4 separate regions of the Mus musculus genome follow, and all the other regions are linked to region 1. The links are chromatin contacts, called in public HiChIP or PLAC-seq and promoter capture Hi-C maps. All regions are on one chromosome and are shown on one strand. Each heading gives the region's core, a stretch centred on a gene start, on an enhancer-like site or on the middle of the called end of the contact. The rest is flanking DNA. Distances are from core to core; before and after follow the strand shown.

What was found. Promoter capture Hi-C pulls out the DNA fragments that hold promoters and counts their contacts. HiChIP or PLAC-seq counts read pairs in DNA pulled down with a chosen protein or histone mark. Capture Hi-C pulls out chosen DNA fragments and counts their contacts.
Region 2: a contact with region 1 is called in a promoter capture Hi-C map of pre-B cells, with 6 times the contacts expected there. The contact joins the promoter of Papss1 here to the promoter of Tbck in region 1. A contact is called at or near these places in 10 of 39 promoter capture datasets (the 3T3-L1 cell line, the C10 cell line, cranial neural crest and 6 more), 11 of 484 Hi-C or Micro-C datasets (CD4 T cells, the G1E-ER4 cell line, the HPC-5 cell line and 7 more), 8 of 115 datasets of contacts at active chromatin or transcription factors (the NIH/3T3 cell line, astrocytes, cardiomyocytes and 5 more) and 3 of 9 other capture datasets (liver, macrophages and pancreatic islet).
Region 3: a CTCF HiChIP or PLAC-seq map of the NIH/3T3 cell line shows a contact between it and region 1, with 6 read pairs. The contact joins the enhancer-like site here to the promoter of Tbck in region 1. A contact is called at or near these places in 1 of 39 promoter capture datasets (hippocampal neurons), 1 of 15 datasets of contacts at CTCF or cohesin (the NIH/3T3 cell line), 6 of 115 datasets of contacts at active chromatin or transcription factors (astrocytes, embryonic limb bud, forebrain and 3 more) and 2 of 9 other capture datasets (adipose tissue and liver).
Region 4: a contact with region 1 is called in a promoter capture Hi-C map of adipose tissue, with 4 times the contacts expected there. The contact joins the promoter of Ostc here to the promoter of Tbck in region 1. A contact is called at or near these places in 1 of 39 promoter capture datasets (pre-B cells), 1 of 484 Hi-C or Micro-C datasets (B cells), 1 of 115 datasets of contacts at active chromatin or transcription factors (astrocytes) and 2 of 9 other capture datasets (adipose tissue and liver).

The regions. Positions count from the first base shown.
Region 1 is chr3:132,680,352-132,686,823 of GRCm38.p6, forward strand. Tbck (TBC1 domain containing kinase) reads left to right here and starts at 3,793. Exons shown (of 26, transcript NM_001163455.2): 1 at 3,793-4,043; 2 at 6,421-6,472. The coding sequence starts at 6,449. Aimp1 (aminoacyl tRNA synthetase complex-interacting multifunctional protein 1) reads right to left here and starts at 3,528. Exons shown (of 7, transcript NM_007926.2): 1 at 3,442-3,528. The coding sequence starts at 3,443.
Region 2 is chr3:131,563,290-131,569,379 of GRCm38.p6, forward strand. It overlaps Papss1 (3'-phosphoadenosine 5'-phosphosulfate synthase 1), which reads left to right and starts at 1,479. Exons shown (of 12, transcript NM_011863.2): 1 at 1,479-1,694. The coding sequence starts at 1,635.
Region 3 is chr3:131,656,784-131,662,927 of GRCm38.p6, forward strand. No RefSeq gene overlaps it. Among named protein-coding and RNA genes, the nearest start is that of Gm36917, 72 kb to the left of the region's middle. Within about 2 kb of position 4,053, at least 12 of the 459 cell types and tissues checked have an H3K27ac peak or open chromatin away from gene starts, as enhancers often do. A contact at or near this core is called in the NIH/3T3 cell line, where this site is marked.
Region 4 is chr3:130,707,009-130,712,612 of GRCm38.p6, forward strand. Ostc (oligosaccharyltransferase complex subunit (non-catalytic)) reads right to left here and starts at 2,436. Exons shown (of 4, transcript NM_025509.3): 1 at 2,229-2,436. The coding sequence starts at 2,367.

The DNA of each region.
Region 1 (6,472 bases), core at 2,543-5,042:
CAACACATCAAACATATTCTTGTACATTACTGATGCTTTCTCTACTACTAATAAAAAAAATTATGATAAAAACATTGGAAAGGCATGAAATTGTTAAATGAGATTTTTGACCCAATTTGTGATGTTTCATGAAACACACAGAGAGCAATGAATTACATGGTTAAGTACATACAATACCAAATGCATGAATTTAGAGTACACATCAAAGAGTAAGACATGACTTAAGATACGACTTTCTGAGATTCCTATCTTTCCTGTATTGCTTTGTTATTTCAGTAATCTCCTTAGTTGAAATTCCTACTTCATTCAAATTGCCTGTGATTTCGTTTAACTCCCAACCATTCTGGCACCAGGTTATGAAAGTTAGAAAACTTTTACTTTTTTTCAAAGTTACTGAAAACCAAATTTTCATGTGCAGTTTTCATTTTACTTTTTAGCACAAGAATTGTACAGAAATTTGGAAATGCCCCTCTATTCTCTGGATCCCTAATTCCACTACTTCAGAATCACAATTATGTATAAAAAAAAAAAGTACTTTTCTTAAATATAATACTTCTCAACACTCAGCTTCATCAAATCTATGATGCCATCAAGTAAAAAACTACTCCATACAACATATTACTATTTTAATTTCATTCATACATATAGCATATATAATTGAACTTCCTCTACACACTGTAGATTCATTTGCTCTAATGCTCTTGATCCATTAGACACATTTTGAATGCTATTCGTGGTTGTCAATTTGACTATATCTGCAATTAAAAAACCCAAGAGGCTAAGCACTCCTATAAAGGATCTTTTTTTTCTTAATTAAATCATTTGAGGTGGGAAGACCCACCTTTAATTTGGGCCATGCCTGTTGGCAGCCCATATAAACACAGAGAAGATGGCAGCTCACTCTCTTGGCCTGCTTGCGCTAACTCTCACTGGCAAATCCATCCCTTGCCTGGCAGTAGAACCTACTCTTTGGAACTTTGGTGCATATTTAAGACCATCTGAAACGTCTAGTCTCATGAGCTCAACAACTCCGAGCTTCCTTCTTGGACATTCCTGTAGTGGACAGCCACACAGCTGGGTCACAACCTGTAAACCACTTTAATATTTATGTTCACTGAAAACCTTTTTAAATTTAGAATTAGATTGTTGCTTTATATTACTACATTGTTTTCTTGTATTTCTGAATACACAGTAACTTCATTTTGACTCTAAGTCACAATCACTAAAAGTATACATAAAATAAAAATTATACTTAATAAGCTAAATACCAACATGGCACACAACAGAATAACATTAACATTTATGAGGACATTCATAGCTGACACAATGAAAACTATGTTACCAGAAGGTAATCTAGAGTGGTCTGAAGATGTAGATAATTTAAAAATACATCCCAGTTTCAGATATATAAATGTGAGAATTAATAGCAATCATGTTTTTTTCTCTTCTTCCCTTCATTCCAGTCTTGCCTTCCAAACATTTCCCCAGTTGCTTCACAATCTAATTGCCAAGATATTCTACAGCAACATGGTACCTTTAGACCACTTTAAATTCCTGTTGCCATTTAACACATATGTCACAAGTCAGAAGGTAAGGACAAGTAAATACTTTGGTAAATGTGAGGACAATGTGCTCCATAAACACTCACTGACATTGATCCCACTGCTAAGTTTTTAAACCAAGCCTTGCTAAAACCCATAGAAGACCTGAGGCTGTTTCTGGTGAAAGCTCCTATTTATTCTAGATTCTTATCCCCTTACTGGAGAGCCCTTTTTTCTCTTTACTGATGAAGACACAGGAAGTTCTAGCCATATTAAATGATGACAATGGGGGGAGAAAGTAAAATTGATTACTATGAAGGGATAATCCATGCTTTTCTAATATTATGACTTAATTCAAAACCTTTTCTCCCAGTAGAAGACATACATAAAATGCAAAAGGCTTGGCTAGGCCTCCTGTTATCACAGTGAACAATCTTTTATCATTTCATTTTTAAAATAAGTTAACCAATCACTTCAACCACACCATCACGCCTACTTCCAATTCAAGAATGCAAATAAGAACAATAACTAATGGACATTTGACATTGACATTTACTCTCCACCATGTAAGATATCATTTTATACACCAGGAGAAAGTATATGTATTGTCTGGATTCATCCAATTATTATACGGCAAAACCATGATTTTAACTTATGTTTGTCATTCTGAAATTCACACAATTCACTCAAAATGTTTCCCAAAGCCTAAATGCTTTCATTATTTGGGAAACACACTCAAGACCTGACTGGACACTTAGGACCTTTATTGAAGACACTGTTATGTTCCCTTTGAGGTAAAACAAAAGCCTCCTAACTGATCTCCTTTCTCACTTCTGCCCCCAGTCTAAGAGGGCTATGGAGTAACCCTCTTAAAACGAAGCTGGGTAACATTACTTGGCCTTGGAAAACCTTCTATGGCTTTCACTCCCCCTGATTAGCCCACACTCTCTGTCTGCATCATGAATCCCCTCTCTCAGTTCTGAGCCCACAGGCATTGGTCAGACCCCTTCATACTTTGGTAAGTTTCTGTTGCATGGCCTTCGCAATGGCTTGGCCTTATGACTGACTGTACTTCTTGAAGGTTTTCTCTATTGTTAATTCTATTTGTGTCACCTCCTTCCTAGAAAGCCATCTTTTCCTTGAGAACCTTCTCTGGCAACCATGTCAAATAATCTACCTTTTTTTTTTTATGGCTTAATACCTTTTCTGTGCAGTACTTATAATCTAAAATATTTAAGTATAAAATGCCAACACTAAAAAGCGTTTAGTGCTTGTTGCAGGGAACCCAAGCTCAGGGCCCAGCACTTACACAGGAGCACACAATCACAGGTAACTCCAGGTCCCAGGGGTCTGATGCTTTCTAGCCTCCGCGTTTACCTCCACACAAGTTTTGCACAAAAACTCACTCGGGCATGAACACATACCCATAAGTAAAACATATCAATATTAAAATACAGAGTGTTCACCTTACTTTTAATGCTGTACTTCAACAATAAGCCCTAGCCGAGAGGCAACGACTGGGATTTTTGTCCGTTTCGTTGACAGTCATTTCTACTTAGTTTATGGATCTTTACCCAATAACTAAACTGTTGCCGGGAGTATAGTGGTAGCTGGTGTTTCTAATATCTGTTGAAATCAAGGAATCTCCTTCTTCAACCCGTCCTCACGTACAAACACTGGAAATCCTTTGCACTCTCACTTAAAAGGAAACAAGGTAATGCATTCACCCCCTGCCTCCAGTAGCATGCTCTCCCTCGGCCACGTATTCATTGCCCAAACTAAGTTGAATCAAAAGGGGGCACGTGGGTGGAGGTTTTGACCGCGCTTCCCACTACTACACAGAAGGTCAGGTTCTTTTTCCCGGGTGAGAAAGGGAAGAACTCTGGATCGGGACACTCACATGAAGCGGTGACCCAACCGCAGCTCTTGAGCAGCCTCAGCCGGGAGAAGGAAGGGCCAGCCTCCCGCAGTCCCCGGCAGCGAGAAAGGACCCAGGAGGCTGTCCCTGATAAATGCCTGAGCGTTTCACAGTTTCACCGCTCATCGGCCGTCCGCTGCCTGCGCCAGCTCTCTCCCTGTACCACACTGAGCTCCCATCTCCCATTTCCTTCCTCCCTCCCTCCGATCTTCCCTCACTTCTTTCTCACTCGCTACATTTGGCTGTCTGTCTGGGCAAGGGACAGGCGGCCGGAAGTTTTGGGGTCTTCCCCCGGGGTTGCGTCTCGGCGATGTGACGTCATGAGCAGTGGCCGACCCGAGGCGGCGGCGGGGGAGGGGGTGCTGGGCGCTGTCAGTGGAGCGAGGTGCGCGCTCACCCTCGGGTTCTGAGCCGGGGACCCGGGAGGCCCGCGCGGACGGAGGCGTGTCGCTCCGGCTGTCACCTTCCCTAGGCGGCCTCTTGTAGACGCGCCTGAAATGCAGGACACGGCCCACTAAGCACTGCCAGGCATAGCTTCCGCGCTTAGGAGCTCAACCCCCCAATCTCTGCGTCCCCAGATTCAGGCAGGTATTCTGGTGTCGCCGCTTGCCTGGCGTTAGTGGGTGGGACTTGTGGGACAATCAGGTACTGTGAGTGACCCGGCCATTCTGCAGGAACCCATAGAACCAATCTGTGGAGCTGCTTGCTGTTGTGTTTGTCTCCAAACTTCCTTCTCCCTGAAGCCCAAGTTCACCGAGTCTTAGAAATGCAAATACGATTTTACTCTGGATAAAATCCACGTCTCCCCACTACCCCTCTTTTTTCCCCCCTTTTCTCCTCCTCCTCCTCTTCTTCTTCTACATTTTCGACTCACGTGAGTCATCTCCAATCTCTTTAAGAGTTTACATTGTGTCTTGTTCATTATAGGTGCAGGCCATGTTTGTGGTTTTCAGTGTTCTGGCTACAGAAACGTCAGACTTAACGTAGAAGTTTCAAAGTATTCCCTGAGTAAATTTTCCAAGCCAACTACCTGCCTACATGGCTTTCTCTTGTAATCTCTGACTTCATCGTTTTCATTTTTCACTCTCTTCTAGTTACCAAGTGTGAGCACCTGTGTGTGTGTGTGTGTGTCAATTTTTTGTTCGTGAGCTTCATGCACACCAGAGAGATAGACTGATACTGAAATTTGTTTTCTTGCTTGTGGTTTATCTTTTTGAGTCATAAACACTTGTCTGATTTTTCAGTTGTATGTTATTTAATGTCTATAACGGAAAATCTAATATATCATTGTAAAAGTTAAATATTAAAATGCTGAGGTTATGTCTCACCTTTCCTATGACTTCAAGCCTGCTATGTAGATATAACTTTCTGTAATTTTGCATCTACTCATTGAATAAGAAGTTAAGATTCAAGTAGACTTAAGCTAGCTCACAGTATCGACAAGATTCAGAATAGTGGTCATAACTATTTTCACATGAACTTTTGAGTATGTGTTTTGACTCCTCTATTATGATGAGAATAGCACTGGCTCTCTCCATTTATCACCAAGAAAACAAATTCGCCTGTGTTACCAAGTTTTCAGGTCCATTAATTCTGAAAGCCTATGGGAGACTTTATTTGGCTCCCAATGAACAGAGGAGCCTTGTGCTCTACAGGCTTCTTGTAGAGCAAGTCTGAGGTGTGCATTGGATATGAAGTGGTTTGCATCAAAACTTTTCGTAAAAACAGGATGGGCATAACCGATCTGTGGTGGAACTAATGTGTATATCCTTTTTATTATAAAGAGCACACATTAATTTCAATTGTCAAACCAGATTGAGGCAGTCTAGGGTTTCTCTCCTGGTCAGTCATCAAATGCATATGGCTATTAGTACTTGGCTTTTTATGTTTTGAAAGCAAGTAGTATCTTTAAACAAAAAGTTATGACTAATTAGCTGATGAAGTCTAGCAAATAGTGCTATCATTAATTCCTAGTGTAGTCTAGGGACACCTGCATTTTTTCCTTAGCAGGACTTTTACTTATACATTGTCAAAATTAGTCATAGTTCCTAAGTGTGTTGTTTAATCTATGTGCAGAAAAACAAATGTTCATGGTAGTAGGGATTTATAATTACTTTTCAGTGCAAACCCACACAGTGTGCTAGGTCACATTTTTTCCTTCCCTCAATGTCATGACCATGGACCTTTTTGTAATATCAAAGATAATTCAGGTTCATTCTTTCCCTCCAATGGTAAGTGTGCTTGATTTAGTAGATTGTGTGTTTAGATATATTTTTAACCTTTCTCCTTTTCAAACCCCCTTCCTCTGTTTTTGCCTTTTGGTTTCTCTTTGGAGAAAGCATGCATCCCCTTCTATGGCTACGTGGCCCTGCAAGGTGGTGCATGTGTGTAAGCAAGTCCCGGGGAGGTGAAGGCAGGGGGTTAGGAGTTCAAGGCCAGCCTGGGCTAGGTGAGGACCCTGTACAAAGCAGAACAGCAAAGCAACAGCACACCCCTCCTCAGTTGCAGGGATAATTGAATGGGAAGATGAAATCTTCTAACTCTTCTCTTTTTTACGCTATTGAAAACCTTTGAAATTGATTTTGAGCTGCAATATAAACATGTGCTTAGGTGTTTTTCTTTCAAACATTGTCTTTAAATTTTTAAACTGACTTTTTTAAAAATACTTGCTCTCAGAGTATCATGGTTGTTTTGTATTGTTTTTCCAAGTTGACTTTTAATTTTTTTTTTTTTTTTTTTTTTTTGGTTTTTTCGAGACAGGGTTTCTCTGTGTAGCCCTGGCTGTCCTGGAACTCACTGTAGACCAGGCTGGCCTCGAACTCGGAAATCCGCCTGCCTCTGCCTCCCAAGTGCTGGGATTAAAGGCGTGAGCCACCACTGCCCGGCGACTTTTAATTTTAAATTGAGAAAGTACTGGATTAATGTTAGCTCATTGTGTCATAAAATTCTTTCGTTTTGTAGATCATCTTAAAGGATCCAAGACTACAAAATGTTTCCTCTGAAGGATGCTGAG
Region 2 (6,090 bases), core at 229-2,728, 1.1 Mb before region 1:
TTTAGTCTCATTCTTGTGACTGCTATAAGCAGAATTTAGAATTGTATTGAAATTCAGTCCTATATACTATTAGATTAAGAATCCCCTAGATAGAGCTAAAGGATGGAACACGCCTTGAATCCCAGCACTCAGGAGTGAGAGGCAGGTGGATCTCCGAGTTTGAGGTCAGCCTGGTTTACAGAGTGAATTTCAGGACAGCCAGGGCTATAAAGAGACATCCTGACTCAAGAACACAAAAACAAACAAACCAGAAAGAAAGAAAGAAAGGAAGAAAGGAAGAAAGAAAGAAAGACAAAACAAGCAAGCAATAAAGACATTTTATATATATGGTGGAGGAATAAGATCTGATTTGCATGTTAGAAGTACCTGTCTGACACTATTGAGAACAGAGAGGTTGGCAGAGGAGTGATACTTGTTGTGTGCGTCTCTCTGTGTGCGTGGTGTGTATGTGTGTGTGTGTGTGGTGTGTGGCGCGTGTATCTGTGCAATGACGACTCCTGTTAGACGTGGAGGAGGGAGATTAATTTGAGACTTTGTCAGTGGAGCAAATAGGAACTGACTTGCTAGCAATAGGCTATGCAAGTAAGCCTCAAGTGTTGATTGATATGTGTGTGTGTGTGTGTGTGTGTGTGTGTGTGTGTGTGTGATCACTGGTCGTCATCAGTAGCGGAGTAAGCAGCTAAATTTTGTGAGACTGTGGATGTTTGCAGTTATGGTTATGGTGAGCTTAAAGTTATGGGGATGAGTGCGAAGGGTTATAACTCCTGGAGAAGGCCTCCCCCTCCCAGCCCCATTCTTTTACGAACTGATCATGGACTATATGTGGTTGGAAATGCCCTTTATAGGTGAGCATTCCGCCTTGCGTACCAGGGAACCTGGATTTTAGTCCTCTATGAGTAGCAAGTACTAGAGAAGCCCCTTTGTGGCTAGTCAGCGGCAACAAACACTGCATAGAAATTTCCTGATAGAAAGCGGCTCTCCAAGTGGGAAAGGCGTCACCTTACAAATACTTTCTAATCCTTGATGAGATACAGTTGATGTCAAAAAAACATTGTGCACTGAGTAGGATTGCAAAGCGGTGAGCAACATGTAATGGTGAATTCACTTAAGTAATCCTACTTTTTGCAGGGCTGGGAAACATTTTTTCAAAGTCGGCCTAGTTGACAAGCGCACACATCGAGCCTGTGCAGTGTTTGCGGAAGAAAAGCTAGAGAGCAGCAGGAGCCCACGTCAGCTTCTTCCCCTACCAGCCTCAGCTCTAGGGAGCGTCTCCCACGCCCAGCTCTGCAGGCGTCGCTCCGCCTCGCTCACTGCGCATGCTCAGCATCTGAAGGCTCTCTTCAACAAACCCTCAGACCACGCCCCTCGTCCTGGGTCAAGGCGGAGCTTCAAGCGCCCCTCCTGGTGATTGGATGTTGAGGTCTCGACCCCGCGCCTCCGCTTCGCCCCGCCCTCCACGCTGCTCGGATGCCTAGCTCCAGCCGAGGCGATCACTAGCTGGAGCGCACGTCAGCGCGCGCCTGAGCCCGGGGTGCAGGCCCCGCCCCTTCTCCCTGCTCCGCCCCGCCCCTCGGCCTCTCTCCCACTGCTCGGCCCCGGGGCTCTCAGCAGCAGTGCATCCGCGCTCCGCGGCCATGGAGATTCCTGGGAGTCTGTGCAAGAAAGTCAAGCTGAGCAATAACGCGCAGAACTGGGTGAGTGGTGGCCGCAGGCCGGAGCGCGGGGAGCGTGGGTGGCTGTGGGAACCGCGGGCTGCCCGTGCATCCTGCGGGAGCCGGGGGCGGGGACCCGGGCGGCGGCGGCCGGTGAAGGCGAGTCCAGGCCCGGAGCTGTCCCCTAGGCTGGCGAGGCGGAGGGCTGCGGCGGAGGCAGACGGAGGCGCCTCTGCACGTTCCGGGTGTGCTTGGCCCAGGTTTGGGTCGGTCTCCGAGTCTTTACGTTTCTGAGTTGCAGTGTACTGAGAGAATAACAATGTGGTCATTCATGGATCGGGACTGCAGGACTGAGGTTCTTTGTGTCTCTGTTTTAAATTGGAATGTCGGACACAGACATACTTTTAAAGACTCGATTTCTGGTGACAGTTAGGTGTGGGAAGATTAATAGTTTCTAACATTGAACAGCGAGTGCCAGTTGGCTTCATTGGCCAAGTGCTATGGCTTCAGAGGGTCGTTTACTTCTGTAGTTTATTCATTGGTGGTGGCAGCTAAGATGGTAAGCGCGAAGCTGGAGACCATCCAACTTTGGAGGCTGCAAAGGCCCTGCTTCAGCGTTAGATGGATTTTTTTTTTCTTTTATTCCGCAGGTAACAGGATCATGAAGTTTAATTTAATCTTGTAAATCATCACCTGCCCTTGGTGAGTCAGGAGAAAGTTAAAAAAAAAAACGCTGTTTCAGGCTAGTGTTCTTTTGAAGTCATTGATTTGCCACGTCTGCTGTCAGATTCAAGAATTCTCACTGTCTTCTTTCATCCTTTACCTTAACTTCTTAGAAGGTGAGAGGGATGTGAGATAAAAGGGAGATTAGGAGGTTGGAAGGGACAGACTCCTGGCGTGGGCTCCAGTCCCCCGCCTTGCTGTTTGTAAGTTGGGTGATCTTGAGGACAGTCACTCCACTCTGAATCTCAGGTGACTGGAGGGTGTAACAGTGTGTCCTTCTCAGGATTGTCTTTCTGAGTAGAGAAGATAACGAAGGTGAAAGAGCAACGAAACCATTGCTCTGAAACTCCGATTCAGCATCACTATTGTTGCTAACAGGATTTTACGGATAGGGAGGTAAGTTGACTAAATTGGAGTATTTCAAAGAAGTTTCAGTAATACTGTCTGTCTATAAGTCATTTATTTAAAGATCATTTTGTTATTTTTTGAGTCTGAGTGTTTTCCCTGTGTGTATGTGTATGCACCAGGTGCGCGCCTGATGTTCCAGAAGGGTGTGTAGGATCCCCTTCGGGCTGCAGTTACAGGTAGTTGTGAGCCACCATTGTGTGTGTTCTGGGGATCCTCTGTAAGAGCGAGTGCTGTCAACTGCTGAGCCAACTCTTCTGCTGCCCTAATTCATTTATGTATTACATTATTTGCTAATGTAGAGATCCATATTTGACAGCTATAAAAAACCATGGGGCTCAGGGCTTGCTTTGCAGTTGCCCATGGCAACTGATTGTTAAGGGCATATGTTTTTATGGGCCACAGTGAGTGGCCTAAGATAGGAGTTTTATTGCAGTTTAGAGGCAAGGTTAGTTTGGCCCCAGGGGTTTTTATGAGTTTATGGAGAACCTCATATTTCTGAGGTGGGTGGAGCCATTACATCCCTGAGCGGAGACATGTTTGACTACTGAAGGTAGTTTTTGTTGGGGAGCAGAGATAAAGATGGGGTGGAGCAGGGTTGTGTAATGTAAATGTTTGGCTAAAGAGTTAGGGTGATTTTTCTAGGAGATTTGGAATGGAGTTAGAATTTTTTAAATTTTTCTGAACTTTCCTTTTTTTCCAGTCTCTAAAAGAATGACCTCCTCTAACACACTTAACTCATCCGATGGGTGTGAGTGTAAAAAAAAAAATCTATGCACTATTATGTTAATGTTCTCATTCCATAAAACGGGCAATCCAGGAAGACTGGTTTGCAGAGGAAATGCAGGCACCGACTGTGCCATCGTGAGGATTAAGTTGGCAGACTAGAAGCCTGGTTGACATAGCCACACTGTTTAAGGTGTTCTTGTTGGCCAATCCGGTGTGAACAGTTGAATGGCTAGCTAAAAGCAGGAAAGAAACGGACAGGAAAGACCAGACTAGACTGAGGCGATGACAGGGAGAGAGACATTAAAAGATGGTCCTGAAGTTTTGATCTGGACGTTGGGAGGTAGGCTGAAATGTTGTATCTACGTTAACTTGTTGAGTTTTTGCAGTGTTTCCCTGGGTGGGGTTTAAAAACCAGGACCCTGAATGTGTCCATGTGCTGTCCCAGAACTCATAGAGTTACCACATGTAGCGTCTCCATTTTATAAATGAGGAAACGGAGGGACAGGGTTAGATCGTGGTAAACAGCCAAATGAAAGAAAGGCTACATTAGATCGTGGTAAACAGCAATCTCGGCCAGTGAGTCAATTTCCAGACTTGAGACAGTTTGCAGATCCAGAACCCCTTGAATGAAGGGGTGGCCAGGTTCCTCTGAGGAAGGATCTTGATAAGACACTCAAAGGTTTTGCTGTTACCCTTTCTCCAGTTCTTCCCCAGAGGGACCTACGGCCTTTTACAAGGGTAACTGTACACTGGGGAAAAGGAAATAATCAGACCACCAAGAGCAGCAGCAGCAGTGGAGTACAGGCATCTGGAGCCTAGAGGATGTCCAACCGAGTCATGCCATTATAAATTTCACCTCTCCTGTGCTGACCATTACTGGGTATGTTATTATAAACATTCTTTTGTCTACGCTGTCCATTATAATAACTAGAATCACCTTGTCTCGGGCAATTCAGTGCTGCCACCTGGCCCTTGTTACCTCGGAATCCAACTAAACCCAGTGAATTTAATTCATCTAATTGAGCAGAAGCATCTCCAATGCTAAGATCTGGCACAAGGAAAAGGGAAAGAACAAAACCCTTCAAATGTGCTGGTGCCCCTCTCACCAATTTGCGTCTTATAGAGCTGGTGAAAGGCATATCTTCTGGACCTTCCCATTGTGGACAATTATGCTTTACACAATATATCCACTCTAGCATTGCAATTTCCCTAAGTCTTAAAATCCCTTCATCAACACTAAGCCATGGAATATCAGGCATCTCCAAGTCATTTCCAGTAGGCCATCTTTTGATAAACACCTCAGCCAACCATTCAAACAAACTTTTGACACCTTTTTTAACTATGCGAGCTTCCGTATTAAACCTAGAATCTCTACTCAGAGGACCCATGTCAATAAACTCAGCCTGCTCTAGTTTTATGTTCCTTCCACCCTTATCCCACACCCTTAAAATCCATTCCCACACATATTCAGACACAAGTGGCTGAAGAGCCCTGTGAAGAGAACATGTTTAAGGAATTCCAATACCCTTGATTGTCAATTTATAGATCTCAGAAAGCATGTTTTAACCCTCCCCCAACTTCAGGCTTCAGGGACAGTGCTGAAGGCTCATGGTCATGCTCACCAGGTGACCTTCCTGTCCACTTAAAACTTGTCTCCATCAGGACCCTGAATCTTCTCACCTCTCACTGGTCAGTGTTTAAGACTAGGATAATCTTAAGTCTACTGAAAGTTCTCTGCAGAACCAATGTTTTCCACTCAAATCAGTTGAGAGCCCAAATCAGGATCCACATATCATTCATTGTCATTAGATCTCAATACCTTACAAGAATAAGTTTGTTTCCAGAGCCTAATGTATGATATAAACCACAGTTTCCAGAATATGCAAAACTTGTAGCCCAACTCGAATTCTAAGCCTGTATCTGAAGGGACAGCCTTAGCTGAAATTGTAATTTTGTGTTCAGAGAAATTGAATCACCTGTATAACTTAAAAGAAAAAGACATAAAAATAAGTGGAGAAATATAAATTAGATGTCAGTAATATGATTTGTTTAGCTTAATATAGCCCAGATATTTTCACTGAATTTATATTTTTAATATATATACAAGCTCAGTGCTATTTGTGATCAGTGTAAAGTTACTGATGCTTTAAGCCTTTTTGGTATGTACCGGTCTGGAGGGTATTTTGCATTTATCACACATCTTAGTTCCGGGTCGGCACTTCGCACTTGCTCTCTGGGACCTGGGCACATTGTTACAGGTATTAAACTAGGCTAGGCTAGGAGTAAAGACCTAGTAGTAGCTTTGAGCAGGACTTAGGGTGTTAATTAACATATTGAGAACAGGTTCTAAGCTTTAGACACTGCATTCTGCTGAGGAGCAGGAAAAAGAAATTGCTTCACAGAAGTCTTAAGTAAGAGATAAGAAAATGTAGTGTCCTGATGGGAGGAAGCTCGTTGTTCAGCTGTTACCATATACCAACAGGTGTAGTAAAGAAAAACCAAGAGTCTGTTTTCTACAGGAGCCTCCTTTGATGTCTGAAATGTAACAAATGTCATTCTCTAGTTGATACAATCTTGCTTG
Region 3 (6,144 bases), core at 2,803-5,302, 1.0 Mb before region 1:
GGATTATTGATACACGCCATTCATTGCACCCAGTTATAGCCATATTTTAAAAAGTATTCAATTAGATTTTTTTTTACTTATGTGATTTTTGTTTGATAATTTTAAGTTGTTATTCTGATATTAAATAATGCTTTTATTTTGTCTTTTGATTTCCATACAATTTTGGTATTAGAAAAAGCAATAGCTTTAAAAAATATATATAGCTTTAAGTAAAGTTTCCAACTTTACATCCCAAGAAAATAACTACATTTTATTTATTTATTTATTTATTTTTATTTATTTATTTATTTATTTATTTGGCTTTTTAAGACAGGGTGTCTCTGTATAGCCTTAGCTGTCTTGGCCTCTGTACTCTGTAGACCAGGCTGGACTCAAACTCCCAGATATCTGCCTGCCTCTCCTACCACCACTAGACTACATTTGAATTTTTAGTTTTCAGATCATGATTGTCAGTGGGTCTCAACTTTCATAAAAGATCTTTAGTCTAGCAATACAGTGATTATACCAATTTCACCGATCCATGAATAGAATATTCAGATGTGAGGAATGATAATTCGATCTAGGCCTTTAAAAATATCTCACCAGCTTTTGGGTGTGATTAAAAATCATACTTTTCTTCAGTCTCTTCATGTTATTGCTACAGAAGTGTTTGCCATTTAATGACCGTGTTGCAGCTTGGCCTTCAAGTACACAGTAGCTGACCTAGAGGTATCCAGGGACCATAGGAGACCTCACAGAGCAACGCTGGAGTAAAGGAAGTGTGCTCTGCAGCTGTGAGCAGCAAGACAGAAACTTTCTGGAGTCATGGTCTGAGCAGAAGAACCTTTTCCAGATCTCATGATGAAGAAATCTATCTTCTTTGTGCTGGATAATTTTATGTTAACTTGACCCAAACGGAGACATCTGAGAGAAAGAAGCCCCAATTAAGAAAATGCCTTTATTAGATCAGGCTGTGCAAGCCTGTAAGGCATTTTTGTAGAAGTTAGTCTGGTTCACACTCCCCAACCCCATGCTCCCAGAAATAAGACTCAGATGCAAACTATATTTACAAATACCTTGGCTGTATAGCTAGGTTCTTCTCTGACTAGATCATAACTTTAAAAATAACCCATTTATTCTAATCTACATTCTGCCACACGGCTGACTACCTGTGCCAAGTCAAACATATCTTTCCTAGGGTAAATTGCTTTTGGCAACAGAAAATGCATTATCTTTCAAATTGAAATTACAGATATACCTCTATTCTCCTTTCTCTTTATATAAATTAAACATATATGTATTTAAATTAATAAAGACATTCCTACTGATTGGTATTTTAGATTGTCCTTTGCAAAGTGCTGTATATATCAGCAGGGGTTTTGCCCTGATTTCACTGTTCTGTGGGAGCCTCTAGGAAGGACATTCTGCTGTCTTATCTCTGAGCAGTATCAGACTGCTATCTGGGGGTTCCTGTCTGCTGACAACTCAAGCCTGTATGGTGTGTCCTGCCATGCTTGGCTAGGTTGGGGGTTTCGGACCTCTGACCATTCCACGAAGGTAAATGTAGGGGATTAGCCTGGTGCTTTTATGTATTTAAATGCTAAGTACTGGCCCCCAAGATCGGGTTGCCCCTGGTGAGGAGATCCTCATGTGTACCAAATGATGCTCTGTAAACCTTGCTCCCTACGTTATCCTTGAAAGGTTAATAAAGATGTCTACAGCCTTGGCTGGGCAGAAGAGACGAGGGTAGAGTGAAGGTTCCTGGGCTTGAGGCCTCAGGCAGGGACCACCAGGAGAAGAGGAAGTAAAGGAAGGACATGGCCATGGGGTAGTAAGGACCATCATGGCCTGATGGTGTAGGAACATCCCATCACGGCAAGTGATAGCTCAGAGTTCAGCACAGTGAAGTCAACAAATTAGCACAGAGGGTTGGCATCTGCCCAGCTCTAGTGCTTTTAAGCTTATTAAAAATCTAAAGGCTGTTGTGTCTTTTATTTGGGAATTATGTGGTCAAAGTGGGGTAGAAACCCCTAATGGATAGATAAAAGAGAACAAGGGGATATAGCAAAACCCAGAATAATAATGACCACAACACGTTTTCTTAATTAATTATTGATGGTGGAGAGCCCAGCCCATTGTGGGCCCAAACATTGAGTATGAAGGGGTTTTGAGACGGTGTGGAGAAAGAGATCTTCCTTTTGGGATGTCAGCTGAGGAGGAAGGTCAGCTGGGTGCTTTCTCTGCCTCTCTGAGCTAGCAGGCATCTGGCTCTAGAGTCTTTGTAAATGGAATGTTTGAGAGTTTCTTGTTTGCTACTAAAAACAATAAACCACTTAACCCACTTAGAAAGCCTAAATCCTGAAGGCCCCTCCCAGTGTTTGATCCTCTGCCTCCTCCTCCTCCTTCCCCTAGGCTTCCTTGATCCCCAACTCATGCTGAACTCAGGATCCTCCATGTGAAGCAGGTACTCCTATTACTGAGCTACAACCCTGACCCTTCCACTCCCCCACAACCCCTGACGAAGACCGGAGTCTTCACGATGACCACAATAACGTGTGTTTCTGGCTTCTTTGGATGAATCATTAGTATCCATGACTGGGTCCTTCCTGGGTGTAGATTCTGATTAGTTAAGTTTTCTCATGCATTACTAAAGGATCAAGAAATATCTCACAGACCTCAAAGTTACCATCATTCACTACCCCCAGACAGCATAGCTGTGAGCACCTTGCTACTGCTAAAATAATCTCTTTAGCCCTACCCTTGCAGTATGACAATGTGGGTGTTGTTTAATAGTTCATGGGAAAATTTGATCAATTCTCCCCAAAATTCCACTGTTATGCTGGCTGAGAGAGAATGGTAAAAAAAGGAATAGACTCCTGACATTCTCTCTGTCCTCATGCTGTGAAACTTTATAGGTTTTTGATGCTTCTGATTATGGTTAATAGGGTCTCCGTATTAGGTGACAACAGTTCTTATTATTGGGCATGGTTGATGTCCGGCCAGATGAGAAGCAACTGATGGCCTGTCCTTATCATTTCTTCACGCTTCTGCTCGGTGTCTTTCCTTATGGAGGATGAGGGAGGGATGTTTAAACGTCAAAACGTACAAATCACAGGAATCAGTTCTCTGAATGTAGGTGACTACTCTGTTTTGACAGCATTGTTAGTTGTTATGAGCAGCATGCATTTATATATCCAAATGACATAAAATTAAAAGAATTTGTTCCAACATAAGTGTGCTGACTTCCATATCTAACATCTTGCTGGTGCTATTTAAAGAAGTCAGGGATTTCCTTTGTACTTGGAACAGATAACCCTAATCAGAGTACTAGTAAGACGATGCCCAAATCTGAAGTAATAAAACCCAAACTCAGTTTAATATGACAAATTCATAGTGAATGCCTTTGATGAGGAAGGATAGGATCTCATGTTTATGAAGATTAAAATGCTTTGAAAACACAAGTAGACACTTTCAAGATTGTCCTTATATCTCATCTCAATACATTTGTGGAACAGCCTATAAAATTCACCCTATACACATATACAAAGCAGTGTGTTTGGTAATGACTCATATAATAGTGTCTGCAATGTGGTTTCTATTATCAGTATATTCCTCATCTGCTAGTAACTTTCTCTAAATTCAATTTTTTTTTTTTTAGGTTGAAATTTTCCATGCCTCATTTAAGCTTAAAGCTATTTAAAAATTAATTTTTAAAGTCTCAGGGCAGTTACTGGGCCTACCACAGAAACCTTTTCTAATTCTAGTAAAGGCAAGAGAAGAAACAAAGAGAAGTCTTTGTGTATAGTGGAAGACATTTATGCCTGTAACTGGATCCCTGAAGCCCACATAGTCTATGTCTATGATCGCAGCATCCTTGCAGCCTGTACCTACCATCACTTCACCTATGTAGCTCACACCTCTGGCCAATGAGTTGAACTCATTTCCTAAAGCAACTGGAGTAGGCTCCCTGAGACCTGAGGAGTCTCGAGCATTGCATAGCTGGTCTTTTGCATGGAAGCAGAGCTTATAAACATCCTTAGAGATCAGATGCCCATTACACTGCAGTGCATCCGGTCAGCTGGTAATTATGATGAATCACGGTGTCATAGCTCAGGCCTCTGCTACGTCCTTCTCTTCTCTCCTTTACTCTGTGGCAAATAAAATAATTTTAAAAAATTGGAAGTGTTTTTACTTCCACAAGATGTGAGCAATTATAAAATCTTTTTCATGCTTTTTATTGAAAAAAAAAAAAGACACCCCTGATGTCCAAGCTGGTCTGCAAGTTCTATACTTGGTCTTAGATCTATCTATCTATCTATGTCCTTACCTATCTGGAGGCAAAATAAACACATGTGCAGCAGGAAGGGCTTTGCTTGCTGAAGCTTGTTGTTGTATGAGGAGAGATGGTTATTGAGGACAAAAAGAACCAGAGGAGAGAAACCACAGGTTCGTCTCCTTCTGGACCCACATAAGAAAAGTGACATCTCTTTATCTAACATTTTCTTGTGTCATGAATCTTTACCTCATGCTTGCTTTAAACTTTATTTTTACCACATGCCATTAAAAACTCATCACTTTTGAAACCATGTAGCTTAGTATTTACTTAAAAAAAAAAAGAGGCAACTATCAACTTGCCCTGGGGCTTTTAAAAAGACGACTTATTACTTCTGCCTTCCTGAAGGTGTAGCCATGTGTCTATCTGAGTTTGTGTCTGTTTGTTCTCTTCCTGTAGGTCCCCCATGTAGACATAGACATATATATCCGTGTAGGTTCACAATTTCCCTCAAGAAAGAAAGAGAATTTTGTAATGAAAAACAACATTTTCTGTGGCTTTATGCCAAGATACCGGATCCTTTTTTTTTCAGTTGATGTATCCTAACGATACATCCTCTGTCAGGCAAAAAAACTCTGTGAACACTGCATGATGTCTCTTCCAAGTACCACATCCGCCTCCGCCTTGTAGGGTTCAGATCTGGGTAACATTGTCTCTTAGACCCTCTCGAATATTCAATGACAAACTGGAATCTGTTGTTTGGGTGTGTGTGTGTGTGTGTGTGTGTGTGTGTGTGTGTGTGTGTGTGTGAACATAACTAGCAACAACAGCAATAACAAGAGTTTTTCTTCACAAGAATTTGAATCACAATCTCCCTGGAGAAATTTACTGGCTTTCTCTCTAGTTGGAGCCTAACTTACCATTTCTTTCCTCAGTTCAGTTAGACACTGTTGGCCATGATTTGATCAGGTTTAGGTTTGAGAAGGGAGAATACATAGTCTATGTTTCCTTTCATCTTTAGCTCCGGGTTGTCGGCAATTGAACTCTGGTAGAACTTTCTAGGATAATTAGGAACATTTGGCAACCTGCTTCCTCGCATCTTGTGGCTTAGCTGGGGAAATGTGTTTTGTGTGACTGAGAAATAGACTTTTAAATATCATTTAAATGCAATTAATTCTGATTTAAATAGGTGCATGACCAGGGACCACTTTATTTTACATCTCAAGGGTAGAGAATTGAAATCTTAAAAACTGCCCAGGGATTTTTTTTGGCAAAATGACGTTTAGTGTCTACTGCTACTAATAAATAGCTCCAAACCTCATGGCTATGAACAGTATTTTGTTGCTTTTTCTTAGGGTTTCGTGGATTGGCTGTGCTCAGGTTTCACCTCAGCTCCCTGCTGTGTATCAATCAGGTGGGGTTGGCTCCATCTGCTGTGGTCCTTGGACATAAGGCAATAAGGACTCTCCACTTTTTGTCAGATCCCTGGACTGCTTTGTCTGGACCACGTTGGGACTACCCTGGCATCTTGTCTCCAAGAGAGCTTCCATGTGTGACCACTGTTGTTTTTGCTCGTAATATGGCAAACCCAGAAAGTTAAGATTCTTACAAAATGTCTAGCTTCCCCAATGTTCATATTTCAAGAGTTGGGAAGCTAATGACGTCATGTTTTTTTCAGGCCTGGCATCACACTGGTGAAGACTGTTCAGAGCAATGTCTGGGTTTAAGAGGAAGTGTCCTGAGCCTCACCTGTGTATAGGACAGAGGTAAAGGAATCTCGTGTCTGTGAATATTTCTCAGTTTCTTTGTAGTGGTGTTCCACTAAGCACAGCCAGAAGGAAGCAAAACAATTGGCTTCTCTATGTGAGCAGTGGTGTGATTTCACTTGCTTA
Region 4 (5,604 bases), core at 1,186-3,685, 2.0 Mb before region 1:
CCCCAGTTAAATGTTTTCTTTTATAAGAGTTGCCTTGGTCATGGTGTCTCTTTACAGCAATGTTTAGAATGACATCTAGACAACATTATCTCTCAAAGAGGTGCCAAGTTTACCAAAGAAACAGAGTAACAAGGCTCTGATGAACACTGAGGCTGCTCTACATCCTGCAGTATCAAATATGCAGCTAAGATTCCATTCTCTATGGAAAATACAGAGGCACATTGTCTCATTAGTATGTGAATTTGCTTTCAGCTTTAAAAAATACCACAACAGGGGCTGGAGAGAAGGTTCAGAGGTTAAGAGTATTAACTGCTCTTTCAGAGGTCCTAAGTTCAACTCCCAGAAACCACATGGTAGCTCTGAACCATCTATGATGAAATCTAGTGTCCCCTTCTGAGTGGCAGGCATGCATGCATATGTACATGTATACATGATAAGAAAAAACTAGCATAAATTGTGTATCTAGCAAATTGTTGTTGTAAAGTAAGCTTACTAGTTACTTTTACTAGTAAAAGTTTGACCTTATACCTATTACATATGCCTATTTACCCAAGGTTGTGCAAAAATCTGTCAGGAAAAATGGGGACACATAGGAGGAAAAATGCCAGAAGTGCTGGTCTAAGTGAACAAAACACCTCACTAGTCTCCTGGTCCACGTTGGTCCACACTTTTTTTTTTTTTCTTTTCTAGTATGACCCTTCTAACCATTCAAACTCAGACTAACAGATCATTTCTCCAGGAAACATACTGGAATTAAATCAATGCTTCTAAACTCTACTGTGTAGCAGAAAGCAATTGTGCGGTAGTTAGCATGTCTCCACTACCTTCTATGGAGGGCAGAGTCATTATATTTTCTTTGCTGTTATCCCAGCACTGAGTTAACAGAAAGTCAGTGTCGCCTGTCCTTCCCAGCAACATTGCTTAGGTACAGGTACACTCAGTTTTTAGAAAGCTGTCCATTAGAATTTTCAGCTCTCCCAGCACCACGTCTGCCTGCACACGACTGCCATGCTTCTCGCCATGCTGAGAAGAAGCCATTCCAGAAGCCAAACGGTAAATGTACAAAATGCGCCCTTCCATTTTGACCCAGTGGTTGGGGCAGCGAAATTCCCCCCAAACCCCATTCTAAAACCACCAAAACTGTGGCCCAATAGAAAGCTGAGGCTTCTCACAAAAACTGTCTCCAAAGGAAGCAAAAGTCAAGAAACAAGCTGGCAAGAATGAACACTAAGTTCTTAAAGCCCAAGGCATTAGGTGTCATATTCACGATTCACTGTGCTGAGCAAAAGTGAATGTTAACGCCACACACACCAGGTAATGTCTTTTTTTTTTTTTTTCTTAAACAACAACAACAATGTTTAAAGTGGCCTTTAGCATTTCCGTTAATGTGCACTCCGTAGAATGCCAACTCTACAGTTAAATACTGTCTTCTACCTCTTCAAATATGCCAAGTAGCCTCAGAAAGCAGTTAAGCAATAGCAATATGTCTACACACACCCTAAAAAAAGTTGAACCACTTTTGCTAACCAAAAATCTTTTTAATTTTCTGAATTAAGTAGTACACTACTTCCTAAATTCCTGAAGCCCAGTCCTGGATACATCCTGGAACTGTCGCTCCAAAGGGTGCTCTAGAGCCTGCAGACGGACTGCCAACTCACCAATAGGCAAAGCCACACCCCTCTGCATTTTCCACTTAAGGGATTTGGTGACAGATATCTAAAAAGCACTGCTTCCCTTCTATTTTCTGAGTCCCATTTTCTGCCCTCTGAGATACACCATCTTTTTGCAAGCCTCAATTCCAATCTCACGTATTTCTCAAAAAAACCGTGGCTTCGGTAAGTTCCCTTCTCATTCCTGTGATTTGACATAAAGCAATCCAAGCCCCTGGGGTCTGAACTAACAAACTCAAAGGTTATCAGATCTCTTCCACGATTTCAGGGTCCTCACGATTAGTTTAATAAAAGTCCCACACTCTCTCGACCAACCAAGGAAACACAGTGATTCAAAAATGATGTTCCCAAGACCCTGGTCAAACAATGCACAGCAAGAAATAACAACTAGCTGGACTTGACAATTATATCCAACTCAGCGCTCGAAGGAAAAAGCGGGCAGAGAGGAGACCATCTCTTTCCAGTGAAAGGCGTGAGCCTACGGGGCCCGGCTCGGGGGCCACGCGCCTCCGGAGCGAGCAGCCTGCGCGCCCACCCGACCCATCACGGCCGAGTTACCTCCGGTAATGAGGAAGTAAGATACCACTACCAGGGCGTACACCGTCATAGCCGACGGCATGTGCACCCAGGGCGGTTTCTTCAGCTTCAGGTTGGGGCATTCGAGCACTAAGAATGGGACTCGGTACAGAGTCTCCATGTCCCCGGCGGTAGGGCCAGCCCTCTGGCCTCCAGCCTCCCGCACCGCCCGGAAACACGCCCGCCTACTGCGCATGCGTAAGCCGAGGACCACAGGTCTGTAGAAGTCAGAAGGAGACAAGATATTCACTGTAGAAAGAAAGAAATTGCACTAACCTGATAAATAATATACATATTTAAAAATAAATAATAATGGTCGTTTTTAGGCTTGAGTGTGGGTTAGAAGCTTTTTTCTTACTGAGAGATCATTGTTTATTATATACCTTCCAGGACCTGCAAGGCGTCCTACGTGGCCAAGCCACAGAAGCGGAGAGATTAGCATCCCCACTGCCCCGCCCACTTGCTGACGCCACCTACTTGAGAGCTGATTGGCTGCTGGAAACTCTTAAGTTCATAGAGCTGGAGGATGAATGAAAGTTTAGATGTGTGCTCCCTTTTAGTATTGGAGGTCTCCCCTCGGGGCTTTAAAAAGCTCTAATTCGCTGAGCTTTTTCTTCATGCTGTATAGCGACGCTAATTGGCAGTAATTGCCAAAGTAGTATGGGCTTTATAAAAAATAATAATAATAAATGAATAAAACCCACACAGTCCATGTCAACCACAAACTGTGACAGAACAAATATTACTTTAAACCATTTTCAGTCACGCCTGAGTTAGTAAAAATCACCCAGGCCAAAAATCTTGAAGTCATTCTGGTTTCTCACCTTAATTACCTGCTTAGTAGGGCGCCGGCTTCAGCACCATAAATACTAAAATTGGAACGGAAAATCCTGCCACCTGGCTACTTCAGGTGTCTTCCTGCCAAGGTATCAAATGTAAATAAGAAAGGACTTTACTAGCTAGAGACAGTAATCCTGATCAATCAAGGAAATAACGGGCTATTATAAAACAGCAAGGAGGGGGGAAATGTTTTTGGAATACAGAAGCTCCGCTGCAGTGCCTCTTATCGTTCCCGTATCCTATGATAAAAAGCTTAAGCAACATAACAAGCCAATGGGGGTAGAAATGTTAGTGGCTTGGACCATTCAGATTTTAAAATTTGAGCCACAGCAGGAGTTAAGGAACTAAAATCATCTACTGTTAGTTTTACTATAAGCAACAGAAATATGAAGTGTGAACTGGCGATGAATATATTTTTTTTCAAAAACATACAATATGGATATCATGTCAAGCTGTGTCATACCATGCTTGTATTTCATTAACTCACAAAGCTGGAGTACCGCCGGGCAGTGGTGGCACACACCTTTAATCCCAGCACTTGGGAGGCAGAGGCAGACAGATTTCTGAGTTTGAGGACAGCCTGGTCTACAGAGTGAGTTCCAGGACAGCTGAGGCTATACAGAGAAACCCTGTCTCAAAAAACCATTAAAAAAATAAATAAATAAAAAGCTGGAGTAACATTGCCCAGATCCTTCTCACTGCATAATTATTTTGGTTTTCTTTTTTTTCTCTCTCTCTCTTTTTTAAAAAGGTGCCAGGATCAAAATTAGTGCTACAAATATGCTAGGCTGAGTTAAAACTCTGAAACGTTTTTAATTAGAAGAAACATCATTAGTTTTAAGAGACAGTATTTTTTTTAAACTACGGTCATTATTTCTAAAACTTTAAAATACTAAATTGAAAATGGGTAGATTAAATAAATATCTGGTGAAGCATCAATATAGTGAGATACTGGGGAACCAGCACATGTGATGCCAAAGAAGTTCATTTTTCCTGAAATGGAGAGATGCTCAGGGCAGGTCTGAAATGAAGAATAGCGGGAGTGAAAAAGAGGCCCGTGGAGAACTGACTCATTCATGTGTGCATTTTTCAGGCATCGTGCACTGACGAAAGTCTAAAGGAACATAAAAACAAACGTGTGTGTGATAAAACTGTAGACTATGCCTTTTCCAAAATACTACCAATTACATACGAACAACGTTTGTATGTAATATGCATGTTCAATATGTTATATTCTATGTTCGAAAAGTTTAAAGAGTTCCCAGTTATAACATGGCAGTTACTTTCTACCAAAGAATACAGTGCTGTGTTCTCCAAGGATTAGCTGGTTATAGTACAGTATAGTATAGTATAGTATAGTATAGGTTATATAGGTCTGCTTGTATCCAAGAGATGGTGGATATTTGTTATGATCAGAAACTCGATGTCATAAGTTCGGGGGCAATGTCTGCTTTATTACTGAATCTTCAGAGCTTTTGACCAGCTGGCATAGTAGGACCCATTAGCTACGTGTTGACTGGATCAGTGACTGAGCCTCTTCCATAGCTTCAGACTCTTCAGTGTGTCCCCTGACGATTGTGCTTTCTTCATGTATCTTTGGTTTTGTTTCTTTCTCTGCATCTCTGGCATCAGCAGCCCAGAGACATCATCTCTGGCCTCTGGGTCACGCCACATTGTTTCCAAGGTGCTATTTCTAAGAAACCGAGCAGATTTCAGAAGATCCACGGCGATACCATCTTTACTGCTAGCTACAGAGAAGTAAGGACATGGGCCGGACAGGAACGTTGGATTGCCGTGTAGTCTCAGTCTCTGCTCTCTCTCCATTTTCTGTCTTACACCTTCTCTTCTTACTCGATAATTGCTTTGTGGAAATTGTGCACGTGCTCGGAAGACATCGCCTGACCTCTCACACTTTCTTCCCCATCCCTGCGGAGCTTGGGGGTCACTGGGCTTCAGTGGGGTGCTGGTATTGTTCACCGTTCACTCCTCCATCAATTCCTCAAACATGGGTGGGGTAAGTAGCAGGGATGAGTTCTCGCCTGTGTGCTGCTGGCTTCAAGGTAACCAGCGCATGACTCTCGCCCTCAACAAAGCTTTGCCCCCAGGTGCAGACCCATAAGCCTGTCCTCTTGGCACTCAGGAGGCTCAAGCAAGGAGCACCATGAGGCTGCGGTAGCTGTCATAGGAGCATAGGAGACTCACACATAATTGATGCACCTAAGTGTGATATGGAGCTAATAGGGATTAGGGCTTTTTGTTTGGTTGGTTGGTTTTGTTTATTGTGTTGTTACTATTATTGTTGTTGTTGTTGTTGTTATTAAAGGGGTTTTTTTGTTGTTGTTTGGTCAGTTTTTTTGGTAGGTTTTTTTGTTGTTGTTGTGGTGGTGGTGGTGGTGGTGGTGGTGGTGTTTTTTGTTTTTTGTTTTTTGTGGGTTTTTGTTTTTTGTTTTTTGTTTTTGTTTTTTTTTGTTTTTGTTTTTGTTTTGTTTTTTTTGAGACAGTTTTTCACTGTATAGCC